Regions from separate parts of the Mus musculus genome. Here regions 1 and 3 are each linked to region 2. A link is a contact called in public HiChIP or PLAC-seq data. All regions are on one chromosome and are shown on one strand. The core of a region is the stretch at or near the end of the contact, and the rest is flanking DNA. Distances in the headings are between cores, read along the strand shown. Region 1 overlaps Wwc2 (WW, C2 and coiled-coil domain containing 2). Region 2 holds the start of Wwc2 (WW, C2 and coiled-coil domain containing 2). Region 3 has its middle 15 kb from the start of Gm31786.

Evidence for each region. HiChIP or PLAC-seq counts read pairs in DNA pulled down with a chosen protein or histone mark.
Region 1: a contact with region 2 is called in an H3K4me3 HiChIP or PLAC-seq map of bone marrow-derived macrophages, with 4 times the contacts expected there. The contact joins the enhancer-like site here to the promoter of Wwc2 in region 2. A contact is called at or near these places in 9 of 39 promoter capture datasets (the 3T3-L1 cell line, the C10 cell line, the HPC-7 cell line and 4 more), 7 of 484 Hi-C or Micro-C datasets (B cells, the CH12 cell line, bone marrow-derived macrophages and 4 more), 19 of 115 datasets of contacts at active chromatin or transcription factors (the HPC-7 cell line, bone marrow-derived macrophages, craniofacial prominence and 12 more) and 3 of 9 other capture datasets (adipose tissue, liver and macrophages).
Region 3: an H3K4me3 HiChIP or PLAC-seq map of stem cell-derived neural progenitor cells shows a contact between it and region 2, with 44 read pairs. The contact joins the enhancer-like site here to the promoter of Wwc2 in region 2. A contact is called at or near these places in 1 of 39 promoter capture datasets (cranial neural crest), 3 of 484 Hi-C or Micro-C datasets (cochlea, embryonic stem cells and uterus), 9 of 115 datasets of contacts at active chromatin or transcription factors (bone marrow-derived macrophages, embryonic stem cells, pancreatic cancer cells and 1 more) and 1 of 9 other capture datasets (pancreatic islet).

Annotation. Positions count from the first base shown.
Region 1 is chr8:47,848,397-47,853,241 of GRCm38.p6, forward strand. Wwc2 (WW, C2 and coiled-coil domain containing 2) reads right to left here. Exons shown (of 23, transcript NM_133791.5): 17 at 3,509-3,630; 18 at 910-1,093. Among named protein-coding and RNA genes, the nearest start is that of Cldn22, 26 kb to the left of the region's middle. Within about 2 kb of position 3,340, at least 92 of the 459 cell types and tissues checked have an H3K27ac peak or open chromatin away from gene starts, as enhancers often do. A contact at or near this core is called in adipose tissue, bone marrow-derived macrophages, female germline stem cells and 4 more, where this site is marked.
Region 2 is chr8:47,988,704-47,993,353 of GRCm38.p6, forward strand. It overlaps Wwc2 (WW, C2 and coiled-coil domain containing 2), which reads right to left and starts at 1,841. Exons shown (of 23, transcript NM_133791.5): 1 at 1,363-1,841. The coding sequence starts at 1,493.
Region 3 is chr8:47,762,951-47,767,715 of GRCm38.p6, forward strand. No RefSeq gene overlaps it. Among named protein-coding and RNA genes, the nearest start is that of Gm31786, 15 kb to the left of the region's middle. Within about 2 kb of position 1,736, at least 58 of the 459 cell types and tissues checked have an H3K27ac peak or open chromatin away from gene starts, as enhancers often do. A contact at or near this core is called in cochlea, embryonic stem cells, stem cell-derived neural progenitor cells and 1 more, where this site is marked.

The DNA of each region.
Region 1 (4,845 bases), core at 2,090-4,589, 140 kb before region 2:
TTCTGGCTACCTGTGGATCAAGCTGTAGAACTTCCAGCTCCTCTGCCTGCCTGCACAGTACTGGACTGAACCTCTGAACCTGTAAGCCAGCCCCAATTCAATGTTGTCCTTTATAAGAGTTGCCTTGGTCATGGTGTCTCTTCACAGCCATGGGAACCCCAAATAAGACACTGGACCTAACATCTTTCAAAACAGGTTTCTGCTAGAACTTTAGCCAGCCAAGGTGAACTCTGAATTCTTACTTCATGTTTAATACTGAAACAGGCTTTGCACTTTGATACCATTAAGTAGCCCCTGTCTGCCCCTGATTTCTCTATAATAGAAACAAGATTTAGTTGAGATAGAGTCTTGCCATGGAGCCCAGGCTGGCCTGACACTCATCATCCTCCTGAGGGTTGGGATTACAGGATTCACCACACATGGGTCAGAAAATATTTGTTTTAATTAAAAAAAAATTTTTTTTGGTTATTGGTTGATTGGTTGTTTTGGAGATAGGGCCTTGTATGTCAGACAGCCTATAAACTGAGGTCCTCTCACTGTATCTTCTAAGTGCCAGAAATACATCGGCGTGCCCACTGTGGCTATCTGTATGGTGCTGGGGACTGAACCTAGTGCTGTGAGTATTGCACCAGTTCAGCTACATCTCTAGTCCCAGACAATACTTTTAACAAGCATTCACAGAACATTTAGAGATATCAAGGAGCGAGTGCTGTTTTTGCCAAGTATAAAGGAAAGATTAATTTCCTGGCATTTGAAACTGTAAAGTACTTTTGACGCTGAGTAGTGATATTTCCACGAAAGCCTTCAGTCAGCTTTGGAGCCCCAATCCTGATGTAGGAGAGGAAACAAGTAACCCCTTGGGTGGCGTCTACAGGGGCTTTGTTTTAGCAGGCTGAAGCGAACGTTTACCAGGGTGGGAAGTCCAGATGGCAGCTGACCAGGGTCTTCAGCAGGCTCCTTCCTACACTGGCTTGTCTCAGGCCCCCTAGGGCATGGCTTCGGGTCCTCTGTGCAGCGGCTGCCCTCTGCCAAGGGAACCCCAGACTCTCTCAAAGCCGCAGGTTCGTCAGAGGCCTCTCTTAGCATCGTTAGGCTATGGTGAAACAGAAGAAAACAGTCACTGTCAGTGTGGCAGGCCTGCTCCATGCTGTGTGAGTAAGCTGGTGACCCATTTACCTGAGGGGAAACTGAGTCACACATGTGACTAAAGACACGCTGTGACAGCAGGAAGCTCTTTAACTAAGTAGATCAAGAAAAAAGATTGTTTCAGGAATCCAGAGCAAAATCACCACTACAAAAATATTAAGTTTATGAAACTTAGCCAAGTCTCCTGATATTCAACAGAAATGTCCAAGGACCACAGACAAGTTTTAACTTCAGCATGTAAAAACATGATAGTCACTATAAAGTAACTTGATATTATTCAGTTCACTGTAGAATTAGTCATAAAACAGTTGACTATTCTTAGCTAAGACATGAGGATTGCCTGTTACTAACTGTTCACTGTCAGGCAGGCACAGAGCTGTGTGAACTATCAGGTGACTGACGGCCTCACATGCTCGTGGCTTGAATGTGACACGTGATGAGGACGTGACCACATGGCCAGAGAGCCGGCTCACTCGGTGGTTAAGAGCACTGGCTGCTCTTCCAGAGGACCCAGGTTTAGCTCCCAGCTCCTGCAGCAGTTCACAGACCTCTGTAACTCCAGGTCTGGAGGATCAGACGCCCTCTTCTGGCCTCTTAGGGAACTGCATGCACGTGGTGCACATGTAGACAAAACACCCATACACATAAAATAAAAATAAATAAAAATATCAAAAAAATTTTTTTAAAGTATGTGATCAGGGGCTGGAGAGATGGTTCAGTGTTTAAGGGCACCAACTGCTCTTCCGAAGGTCCTGAGTTCAAATACCAGCAACCACACGGTGGCTCACAACCATCTGTAATGAGATCTAACATCCTCTTCTGGTGTGTCTGAAGAAAGCTACAGTGTACTTAGATATAATAATAAATAAATCTTTAAAAAAGTAAAAAATAAAATAAAATAAAACAAAAATCTGTGATCAGGTTATACAGAGTGACACTGCAGGACCACTGTGAAGGGTGGAACATGGCACACTTGGCTGACAGAGTGACACTGCAGGACCACTGTGAAGGTTGGAACATGGCACACTTGGCTGAGTTTCCTGTTCTAAAACTAGAAAGAATCCTTTTCACTGACTTAAGTGTCAAGCCTTAACCACAATGGGTGACATATTGGCAGACTGACAGACTGGTTATTAAGTGTCCAGCCATGAAGGGAACACAAGGGAGAACCAATAGTGACCACAGAGAACTGAAAGTCCCCCCTTTTAAACCCACGAAGTGCATTCCTTGAACTGGCAGAAAAGCTTGATGCTTAGGGACACTAGGACAAACCTTATGAACGTCTCTCCCATGCTGGCCTTATCTACGGTGTCCCTGTGCCTTTGGACATCATGCTGTAGCCCTTCCTTACAAATGTCCACGTCTAACATTTGTGACATTCCTCATCACTCTGAATTTCTAACATGTTTTATCTTTGCATGTGTACATACATACACACGAGTGCAGACCTTACATGCTAAGTCGTCCAACCGTTGCATAATAGTATAATGACTGTTCATAAAAATTAATCTGAATTCGTTTATACATGAAAGCTACTCAAAATGGAGGCACTGGCTAAAATGTCTTTTAAGAGAACATAGCAGACACCTAGGAGATGGCCTTTGCATGCAGACAGACACACAGACACATGACCTGACATCCTTAAAGGACGGGTTGCTGACACAGAGGAGGAAACCCAAGACCAATATTGCAGTGATGATAGCGACTTTGCCTAAGAACATCCTGAATGATACTTCTGGGAGACAGACAGAGACAGAGACAGACAGAGAGAGAGAGAGGGAGATAGAGACAGACAGACAGAGACAGAGAGAGACAGACAGAGACAGAGATGGGGCGAGAGAGAGAGAGAGAGAGAGAGAGAAGAAAGTTGCAACCCTTTAATACATCATGTTGTCATGATCCCTAATCATAAAAATTATTTTGCTGTTACTTCATAATTGTAATTTTGATACTGTTATGAATCAACATAAATATCTGTGCTTTCTGATGGTCTTAGGCAACCCCTGTGAAAGGGTTGTTCAGACCTCAGGGGTCCCTACCTGCAAGCTGAGAACCACTGCTCTGTAACATAAGACTTCATAGCTTTCTAAATGAAAGTGTAGACAAAAATCAAATGCACAGCACACAGCAGGCACTGCCGCAGGAGCAAGAGAAAGAGCCCAGCTAATGGGCTGACCCTGCCAGTTTCTCCCTTCCTTCCTCTAACTCTCCAATGACAGGGAGAGGCTCTAGCCAGCACACCCTGATGCTGCACTGTTTGCCACAGTTCCAAACTAAGATAGGAACCTATAAACCACCCCAAAGGTCCTGAGAGAAACTAAGTCTGGCCCAAGTTCCCCAGAGAAAGGCAGAGGCTGCTCACCAGTCTCTCCCTGGACCCCGCCGCTCTGGCCTTAGCTCCTCCTCCTCCTCCTCCTGGGCCAGTTCTTGTTCCACAGCCAAGAGCTCAGCTGAAGTTCTCGCAAGTAAGGCTGACACGGCGTCCTGCAGAACGGAAACCATACGGCACTTAACACCAGACACTCCAAATCTGATGCAGACTTACATTTCCAGCTGTGAAGAAACAGCTTGTACCAGACCTGCTGAGAACAGATATGAGAGCTGAGCAAAATGAAACCAAAAACAAACACAAACTCCCAGATGTTGCAAGGCAAGAGGACTGTCAGGGGGCTGTCAGGCTGGAGGGCTGAGGTCTCAGAGAAAGCGAAGACAGAAGAGAGGTGGCCATCACTGCCAGTGCTTCCTCTAACGGCATTTGTCAACCTAGCCATGAGGCCCGCAGGCTCAACAGATGGGCGCCTGGAATGGTGGCCCCGCAGCCCACAGCATGCAAACACCAGCATGGAGTGCAGAGCTACCAAGGCAGTCCACATAAAAGGGGTAGAGGAAATGAATGGTGAGGTGGGCCCCAAATTACACATTTTGCCTTCCAAAGCTACATCTGTACAAAGCCAGACACAGCGAAAGCCAAAACCAGTCACTAGCAACCTAAACAGCCAGCAGATATCTCATGCCTCACAGGGCTCTAAGAGAGAAAACTTGGAATTCAATCCCCCTAGGTGACACAGGCAACTTTCCCATGGTGTCATCTGCCTTCCAGAAGAGCACCAGCTCCTCTCCGCAGTATTTCAGCTGGCGCTTTTATAATACGGCCAGCATTCCACCAATAGCTAAGGGTAGAAAGCCACCCCCCCTCCCCCAAATAGACAACAGAGGCAGACTCACAAGTGATTCACACACTGCAGTTTATCAGAGATAGCAATTAAACTTTGGCAACTCGCATATTAAAGAAAAACTGATGAAATTACAGATTCTTCTACTAACATGAAGACAAAGAAAACCACAGCAATGCATAGGAAAACAGCTGCTGCATGGCAGGGAGGAGAGAACCTGGCGAGCAGTGGGAGGAGACAGGGCGGGGTCCACTCTACCAGTTTAGGTTGGGTCGGTGGCAAGATGACAGCTCACAAGGCCATGTCCATGGGAATGGATGTGAGAGAAGTCAGGACAAATAGCCACCAACAGAGAAGACAAACAGCTAAGACAGGTTAGTTGGTGCCCCAGTCACGGCAAGGGATGTATGTTCAAGGACTCTGGCCACTGATCATCCTAAGAACTGGGGGTAAGAGAAAACCAGGGGACAGGTTTGTACCGCTGAACACTGAAGCCACAGGCTGAGCCGAGGACACTGGGAGGAAG
Region 2 (4,650 bases), core at 591-3,090:
GCAGGGGCATCCCTGAAGAGATGCTACTTGAATTTACACAGAGGCCCTAATCCCTACTCCTCATCCGGTGTGGTGGCTGGCACCTGTAATTCCTGCACGGAGGAGAGGCTGAGGCAGGGGGATTGCTGTGAGTTTGGGAGCAGCCAGTGTTACATAATGAGTTCCAAGCCAGCTAGCCTGAGCTACAATACAGTATGAGGCAGTCTAGAAAAATATAAAAAAACAAAAATACCTCCTTAATGGACAGATTTCAAATTTTACAAAAAAAAAAAAAAATGCACCCTACATTCCTTTTTTTTTTTTTTTTTTTCTTTTTGAGACAGGATTTCGAATAACCCAAACTAGCCTTGAACTCCTGATTCTCCTTCCACCTCACAAGTGCTGAGTTTGGACAGATGTGTGAGACCGTCCACACCCTCTAACAACTTTAATTCTAAGTGTTCCTTCTAAAAGCAAAGAGAGAGTTGAGTGAGAAACAGAAAGAACATTGGTGAGCAGTCCACCAATGTTCAGCTCCTGAACTTCTTAGATCTCTTGTTTGCTTCATTCAGCTCTCCAGGTAAGAACAAAATGCTTATATCGCTGTGCAAAAACTAGGCTAAGCTTCAAGTCTGGGCTACCCACAGCTGTGGTCAAGGTTCCCTTCCAGTCTCCGTGCCACTTCACAAGGAAAATCTGACCAGGTTTCCAGGTGAGGAACCACGGTTAGAAGCAAAACTCCAAAACAGTGGTTTGTTTTTTTAATCTTAGGGGCAAAGCTACGAAGGTCGAGCCAGGAGTGGGACCCTCTCTCCACGTTCAGACCCTAGGACATGGTTCGGGGTGCGCCCTAGGAAAAGCTTGCAGTCAGTGCCCAGGAGCTAGGTATGTAAGGCAGGAGAGATGCCACAGGTGGCCCAGATGACTAGTAATTCACCATCACTTAGGCCTCCGGGAGGCCCCGAGCTCAGCGTGCCTCAGAGGTCGAAAGGTGCCCTCTCCCTCCATCTGACCAACTTTAAACAGCACACAGGAGGTCTAGAGAGGGGTCAAGTACCCACACACACACACCCTGAGCCGGCTAACTGGACTCAGGGTGCCAACCCAGGGCACCAATCCGGCCCTTCCCTTGGGACAGGGAGTGTCTACAAGTCCCCGAGGGGTGTGGGGAAGGCAGTGGGCAATGGGGCCCAAGAAGGGGCGCCTGGCGGGCAGATACAGCCGCGCCTAGGCCGACCGTCCCGCGCCTACCCCGGAGCCCCTCGGGGGGTGCAGGGCCGGCGACGCCCCACGCCCCCGGCGCCCTCCAGGTCTCCCAGACAACAGCCACCGCAGCACTTCCCGAGGCGGGTCCCCGCACCCGGCCGGGGCCCGGCCACCCACCTGTCCCGGGGGTCGATCCAGCTGGTCCTCCTGGTGTTGTGGTCGATGTAGAAAACCTTGCCGTCGTAGTCCCTGGCCTCCTCCCAGCCCCGGGGTAGCGGCAGCTGCCCGCTCCCGGCCCTCCTAGGCATGGTCGGCGGCCTCGCCGGCGAGCGGCGCCTCCATAGGGACCGGGCGCGGGGCGCGGCGGGAACGCGGGTGCCGGCGAGGGGCGTGCGGGGCGAGGGGCACGGCGAGCTACGCGCGGGGAAGCCTCGGGGATCCCTGCTCTCAGCCCTGCCGGAGATCAGTCCACCATGTCTGCGTCGGAACAGACGAGCGAGCCCTCCTCCTCCTCCTTGCCGCCGCTGCCTCCGCCTCTTCCTCCTCCTCCCCGTCCCCCTGTGGCCGCCGAGGGTCGCGGCGCCCAGGCTGCCCCGGCCGACGCCGTCTGGGCTCGGATCCGGGAAGCTCCGCGGAGCAACGGCCCGGCGGCGACTGGCCTGCTCATTTGCATGCGATTAGCATGCGCTCCGCCCCCGGCCCGCCCCGCGCCCGCCTCATCTGCATGCACATTCCTCGCCGCCACATTCCTGAGCTTAACCCTGCAGCTGCCGGGGCGGCCGCGGCGGGACGCGGGGCTGAGCCCGGGCGGGGGAGGGGAGCGACGAGGCCAGGTGGGAGGCGGTAGGGCGGAGGAATGCACAGCTCGCTCCCTCCTCTGCAGCCCGAGATGTCCCCTCTCCGCCAGACCCTTTGGGGATTTAGAGGGCTTTCTGGATGGAAAAAGAAGCCAAAGAAAAAAAAGTCTGCAACCTTCTCAACCTCTTTCCGTCTTCTAGGGAAACCACAAGACTTTCGAGAGGAAAGGGTGGGGAATGCTGTCCTGGGAAGAAGTCCCAACAAACAGTAAGGGCACAGAACGCCCCCACCCCCCCCACCCCCCCCCCCCCACGCCGCGCCCCGTGCCTTGGCTGTTCCCGGCGGTGGGGAAGTGTGCAAAAAGCGCTGGGAGTGTGTCCGGGGCGTGTCCGGGGCCGCGGCGCCCCCGAGCCTTCTGCTCAGTCTGGCCCTCGGTGACCTCACCAGGGCCTCGCGGGCCTAAGGGAGCAAAGTAAAGGCGGGTCCCTATCCATGAGAGCTGCGACATGTCCGCCCCAGTGGCCCACGGGGCAACTCCGGCCTGATCCTTAGAAGCGACAGGGCCACCCCGCCACTGTCGCCGCCAGTCAGCCCCGCGCGGGCCCTAGGGGTCCGAATCACCGGTGCTGCCCCGCCGGGTCAGGGGGCTGCACTGGCGGGGTCAGGGCCCTGTGCATCTGGCGTCCCCTTCTGGGTTTAAATCCAAGGGACATGGCTGCGTCCACTATCCAGTCCCTTCCTTCCAACTCTCTGTCCCGGGAAGTTCTCCACCCCAGTCCCGGACCGGGGGTGGGGGGTGGGGTGGCAGAAGGGGTTAATAATCACTCGGAAGGGGGCCAAGGCGGGAGTCAGTGGCCACACTTTGCTTGATCAAGGGTCCATCTGGTATGAGGTGTAGATCTCTCACAAACATTTATTTATTTAGCTATTAAGTGCTGATCGGCCCTGGGTAGGAGCCGGATGTCAGACTCCTAAGACGACAAAGCCTTGGCAGAGTCAAGACACTAAGCTTGCAGTGTCCCTTGTCCTCAGTCTGAGAAATAGCCTTTCGTCCTCAACCTTTACAGCCTGCTGTGCATTGCCAACCTTGTCAATATTCTCCCAGGCCTCTAAGCAGATGCTTTTGAAATGGCAGATTTTAGGAAGAAAGGCCCCAGAGCTCAATCCTTCACCTCTTGGTCTGAATTCCCTTAACCAGACCTGCCAATGTAATAACTTCAGGACCTAGCATTGGGCAGGACATTTTCTGTGCCTGGGCATTTGCTGAAGTTGTGAATAGAACTAGACAGTAAGAACCAAGCTCTGAATCAAGCTTCCAGAAGGGGACTCCACGTGCCTTGAAGGGGGTTTTAAAAAAAGGAAAGGGGTTTATTCTCAATGAAACAGTTTATGCAGCTGCAGACACTTGAAATCCCCAGGAACTGGAAAACCAGGTGTACCTGGGACGGACAACCAGAGAGAGGCAGAGGTTCTCAAGAGAAACCTCTCATTTTCTAGGTCTTTCCCATAATGCCAAGGCCCGTGGAAGCTGGTTTTTGTGCTTTGTTGAGGGAAGTTTCTGCTTCCTAACCTGTATTCTGCCTCAGCCTATTAGCAGTAAGATAATCAGCCAGGGTCCTAGCTCTCAGTGGGTGGAGGGATCCTGTCTAAAGTTACACTGCCGAATGTGTAATTCTCTATGTTGGCCCATTCACATGGCCAAGATGTAGCCAGTGACTAACCCAAACTATCCTAATTTGTGGCTTCCTTAGTGAGTTTCTCCCTTCCCCTAAAGAATTTGAAGATATTTATTGTGCTAGCATGTCGACACCTTACATCTCAACCGTAAGAGTGAAGCACATAGCTGTTGCAGTAGGTCAGCTTGCTTCCGTGGAATGAATACTCACTCCATGGGCGTCCTCTGTATAACGAAGTCAGGTAAGCTTTCAACTAAATATTATTCAGGAATGCAAAGTGGCTCACGTTTATTGTCCCATGAATCCCCAGACTTCAAAAAGAAATGCCAAAATGACACAGGCTCGTTTCTGCTGATCGGCACAGGAAACGTTAGCCAAAAGCAGTCCAAGTGACAGAAAGGGTTGCAGTTCTCAGAACCCTTTTTACTAGGATCCAATTCTGAGTTCCTACAATCCCTTTGAAGACTCCCTAAGGGTTAATCAATGAGACTTTATTTATATTCATATCTGTGAAATGTACAGATGATGCCCTTTTAGAGATGGGCGCACTTCCGGTTTGCTTATGGCTGCCTGTGATCATTGGCCAGGAAAGGTGTATAGGCTGCTTGTGGGTGCCAGCCAGCCAGTTACCACAAACTAACCAGCAACGAGTCTATTCACTGGCTCGGAGACTCGCCTTTTCTCCTGGTTCTATATTCACCAGTGTTAATCTTCTGTTGGGATGTGGAGCAATAAACAACTAGAAGGTGATGGACAACTGTCATCTCACACCTAGGAGGTGGGCACAGGAAGACCAAGAGTTGAAAAACAGCTTTGTCTACATAGTAAATTCGAGACTATCTTAGACTACATGAGAGTCTGTCTCCAAAAAAAGAAAAAAAAAAAAGAAGAAGAGAAAAGAAACAAAAACAACAACAACAAAGCCCATAAACACAAAGGGATAAAGGAATATAGCCCAGGTGGTAAATGCTAAACTAGCAAGCCCTAGTTC
Region 3 (4,765 bases), core at 486-2,985, 230 kb before region 2:
TAAAGATGGGGAGGTTGACCCCTCGGAGAGATCACGACCCCTTTCTAGGGTTCTACTGCAGGAGGGGTAAGCCTTGTATTGAAACATCTCACTTCTATATCACCAGCTCATTTGGGCATTGCCAAGGCCACACCAGCCCTTTCAGCCCCGCATCCCTTCCCGGTTAAACCACAGACTGCAGTCTGCTAGCTTCCTCCTGCCCAGAAACGGACACAGCAGTTCCTAACCCATTCTACCGCATCCGTTGTAGCTTACTATTTTTCCTTCTTGAAACTGGCTTAATCCTTTTGGTGAGTGAATGAAGACTTGGCACATGCTCCCTCTGGAAACCCTGGAGTTTTCCTTAGCCTTCCTTGGAGCCAGCTGACACTCTGAGAGGTCATCCCTCAGGTCTGGAAAAGCATTGCTCTCCAAACCGGTTCCATCTTGATGTGCTTCTCTGAAAGCCCTGCCCTGCTTTGCGAGTGGCTCGAACTCACCGGAGCTCTGTCTCTGCCGTACTCTTTTTTTTTTTTTCCTCCTCCTGACCCTTGGCTAGTCATAGCTTATTTCATTTCCTCGGTGTTTTTAGACCGTCTTTCACTGGCTTAGACCGTCTTTCATTGCCTTCTGGATACTAGCAGCCTGCAGGAGAGCGGGGTATGATTAAGGTCATCTGGGGATGCCTCCTCAGGCAGGCAGTGAGGGGCGGAGGTGTGGGAGGTGGGGGTGGGGGGTGATCTCTGCAGGCCACTGGATTCCTTCTCCTTCACGCTTCTCTGTTCTCTAATTAGTCACAGTTCTTAGGAAAAATAATTTCAGAACGTAATTGTGATGATGTGATTTGTTGAGTTGAAAACAGGTGCCAAATGATTCGCCAAACGTAGACTATTGCTGAAGCGCAATAAGAGGTAACTTAATGACAACCGCGAAGGACCCAATTCTTTCCTAGTTAGCAGAACAGAGACTGGCACTTAATCTCACAGGACTCTGGATTTCCTGGATTTGCATTAACCTGACCCTGGCTTTCTCCACACATTATCCACTCTCCAAAAAACGGCGTGGAGGTGGGTCTTGGAGCGAAGTGTCCTAGAGTCAGTGAGAATTTTTACAGCTTTTCTTCTGTCCAGCTTTCACTGGAATTTTATTGGCATTTCGAGCGAGAAGGAATGTTTTGGGTTGTGAGGAACGGACTGGAACTCTGTCAATGCGTTAACATCCCTGCACAGCAACCCAATAAATGCTGGTTTGTCACAGCCAAAAGCAAACAACAAACGCTCTCAAACATTCCCAGACACTCCTTGGAGGGCGGATACAGTTCCTGGTTGGAAAGTTCATTATGCTAAGAGAACAGGGAGTGTCGGGGCAGGGTGTGGGGGTGTGTGGACTCAGGCTCTCTCTATTCCACGGTGATGCTGACCTTCTGAGTTCTGGTCTACCAGCACCCAGAAAAATGCCGTGGCTGAAGAGGAACTCCGTAAATATTTGCTAATTAGCTGTCTTGATTCTTGTGTGCTCGCTTAGACTTCTGAAAAGCATGAGGCAGGGCTAATCCAAAGCCACGTTCAGAAAGTATTAACTGGTGTTGATGGAAGGGTAAACGACTTTCGTTAGACGACAACAGCCGAAGAGGGGTCCACACTCGTGACTTTTTGCCTCTGTTGCTTTCAGAGGGGCTGCTCCGTACGGTCTTGGGGTTAATCACTTGTCCCATCACACCAGGCACCGGGGCATATTCAGGTCACTGAGCATCTGCGGGGGTGGCTGAGAGGGTTCCTTGGGCTCCGGCCAGGGACTCGGGCTGTTGGCAGCACACACAGCTATACTTTTAAGGAATGGAAAACTTGGTAAGTACGCCAAAGTAAGAGAGAGGAGCAAGGTTAGGTCAGGCCAGGTCCCAGAATTGGGCACCCAGGGCTGGGAGGCCTCGAGATGAAGTGGTCACGGCAGGAGGGGGACTTTTACTTTGAGCCAACAATGAGGCTGGGCCAGTGTGACAGGGCCCTTTCCAGGGTTTATTTTCGAGGTCCTTGATGCTCTTGTCATTGAGGCTCAGGACAGTTTCTTGCTGATACAGGCAAGATAAGATGGGCATCAAGGACCCAAATGTCCACTATTCTCAGGAAGTTGGGATCAGGGACTCCGACTCCTTCTCCTAAAGGACTAAGACATCATACTTTTATTTCCCAGACAGATCACTAAAGGATTAAAAATAAAAAAGTCCAAGACAGGTCCATATCTTAGTAGAGAGTTAAACTTGTGTCGGGTTTTCTTTTCTTTTTTTCTTTTTCTTTTTATTTTTTTTAAAAGATTTATTTATTTATTTATTTATTTATTTATTTATTTATTTATTATATGTAAGTACACTGTAGCTGTCCTCAGACACCCCAGAAGAGGGAGTCAGATCTCATTACGGATGGTTGTGAGCCACCATGTGGTTGCTGGGATTTGAACTCCTGATCTTCGGAAGAGCAGTCGGGTGCTCTTACCCACTGAGCCGTCTCACCAGCCCTCTTTTTCTTTTTTAAAGACAAAATATTTATTCTGTACGTAAGTATGTAGGTGTGTGTTTGCATACACAGTACTCAAGGAAGGTCAATGACTCGCAGGAGTTGCTTCTCTTTTCCCACCATGTGGGGCCTGGGGATAGAAACCAGGTTTCCAGGCTCGGTGGCAACCACTTTCACCCACGGACTCATCTCTCTGGTCCCCACTTCTAGCTTTAAAGCCAAAAACAAACAAACTCTGCCACTAGGAGTCAGATTTACTTGGGCTAAAATTTGTTTTTCGGTAACATCTGGGTGCAATAGATGTTCTCTTGTACTCACGGAACACACTCAGTTTTTATTCTACTCCTATCCAGAGAAAAGAAATGCAAATGGTTCCCACTTACCTAGCCAGACTATCTGCAAATATCCAGCAAGATGAAATCTGACTTGAGAGGCAAAGGAATGGGGAACTGATGGAATGTGGTGTGCAGCCGGGCAGTGGTGGCACACACCTTAAATTCCACCACTCAGGAGGCAGAGGCAGGCAGATTTTTGAGTTCGAGGCCAACTTGGTCTACAGAATGAGTTCCAGGACAGCCAGGGATATGTGGAGAAACCCTGAGAAGAAGAAGAAGAAGAAGAGGAGGAGGAGGAGGAGGAAGAAGAAGAAAGAAGAAGAAGAAGAAGAAGAAGAAGAAGAAGAAGAAGAAGAAGAAGAAGAAGAAGAAGAAGAAGAAGAAGAAGAAGAAGAAGAAGAATGGGGTGTGCAGTTTACACACCAAACTTTTCTCCTTCTGCTCATTCCCCACCAGTGTGGATGGGTGGGGATCCCTTTTTAATTAGTCAGGAGTGTCAAATGGCAAATTCGATCTCTAAGTTCCTCTTCCTTCCCAGGTGAGCAGGATTTGGATCAATAAACTTTGGCAGTGGCTCTTTCCGGGAACCAGAGTGGCAAAGGATCTGAGGTAAAGACTCTAGACTGATTTTAGTGACTTTGATGGATGTCACTTTGTGGGAAGTGTCAAAGACAGTCGCAGAGCAGCAAAAGGCCACAGAAATCTGGTGACCCCCTGGGTGCATTAGTATGCAAGTATGTGACTCAGACCAGGATGTGTCAAGGCAAGCTTGCCACTCTACAGGTGGGACAGGATGCCTACTGTAGAGGACTGTCCCTCTCCTCTTACCCCTTCAGTCAACAGTAGGTCCTCTGGGTTTATTCCTGGGAGTTTCATCCAGATGTGTGCAAAGAAACTCAAAGATCACTTGAATATTCGTGGAGAAAGGGGCTGCAGACTATCTTTAAGTTTAGAGTGAATTTCTTCCTAGGTCACAGGCATCGTTTAACCTACTTTTGGTTATGTTCCTTCTGATTTCCTTTCAACTAAGAAGTCTTGGTTTTCAGATTCAGCTCTGCAACTTTTCAGTTATTAGCTTTTTGGGAAAAGCTGATAAACCCAAATTTGCATTTCCCTGGCCTTTAAAAGAGTGGGCATTTTAGGTGGTATTGAGTGCCCAAAACCTGTTTTTCTGAGGTTTTTATAAGGGATTCTTTCAAAGAGTAACAAGGTTCATAACATTTTATTTATTGTCCCTGTGTGCGCGCATGTGTGAATGCCTGCCACAGAATAAATGCAGGGGTCAGTTCTCTCCTCTTGTACGGGTTCAGGGTGGCGTATGGCGTCACACTCAGGTCATGAGGCTCGTCCACCAATCATTTTTTAGCTGCTGAGAGCTCCTGCGAGATTCTTTCCAGCATCATTCATGCTATTTCTGTGCAGTGGCCAAATGAGAGCAGAAGATCCCAAGGATCCCGATGGGGTAAGATGCGTTAGTGGTCGCAGAGTATGCCCCTGGCACATTTCGCACTCTGCTGGTGGAAGTACCAGGAAAACTGAGTAAGTTTGAGTGGCGGTTTCAAAGTCATAGCCTGTTGAACCTTCTGGACCAACTAAGGTTCTTGATTTTTTTCATTTGTTAAAAGTGTGAATGAAAACCAAGTGTGGTGCCCCATGTCTGTAATCTCCGGAGGCAGAGGCAGAGGGAGCTCCAAGTAATAGCATGGGACCTCTGTAACCATGGGCCTATTCATGCCTACCATTATCCACGCCCACCATTATCCACGCCCACCACTATCCATACCCACCACTATCCATGCCCACCACTATCCATGCCCACCACTATCCATACCCACCACTATCCATGCCCACCACTATCCACGCCCACCACAGTTCCCGAATAATGACATGGAGGTCTCTACTTATTTACAGTGCTTAAACTACTCTACGTCTGCCATGTGG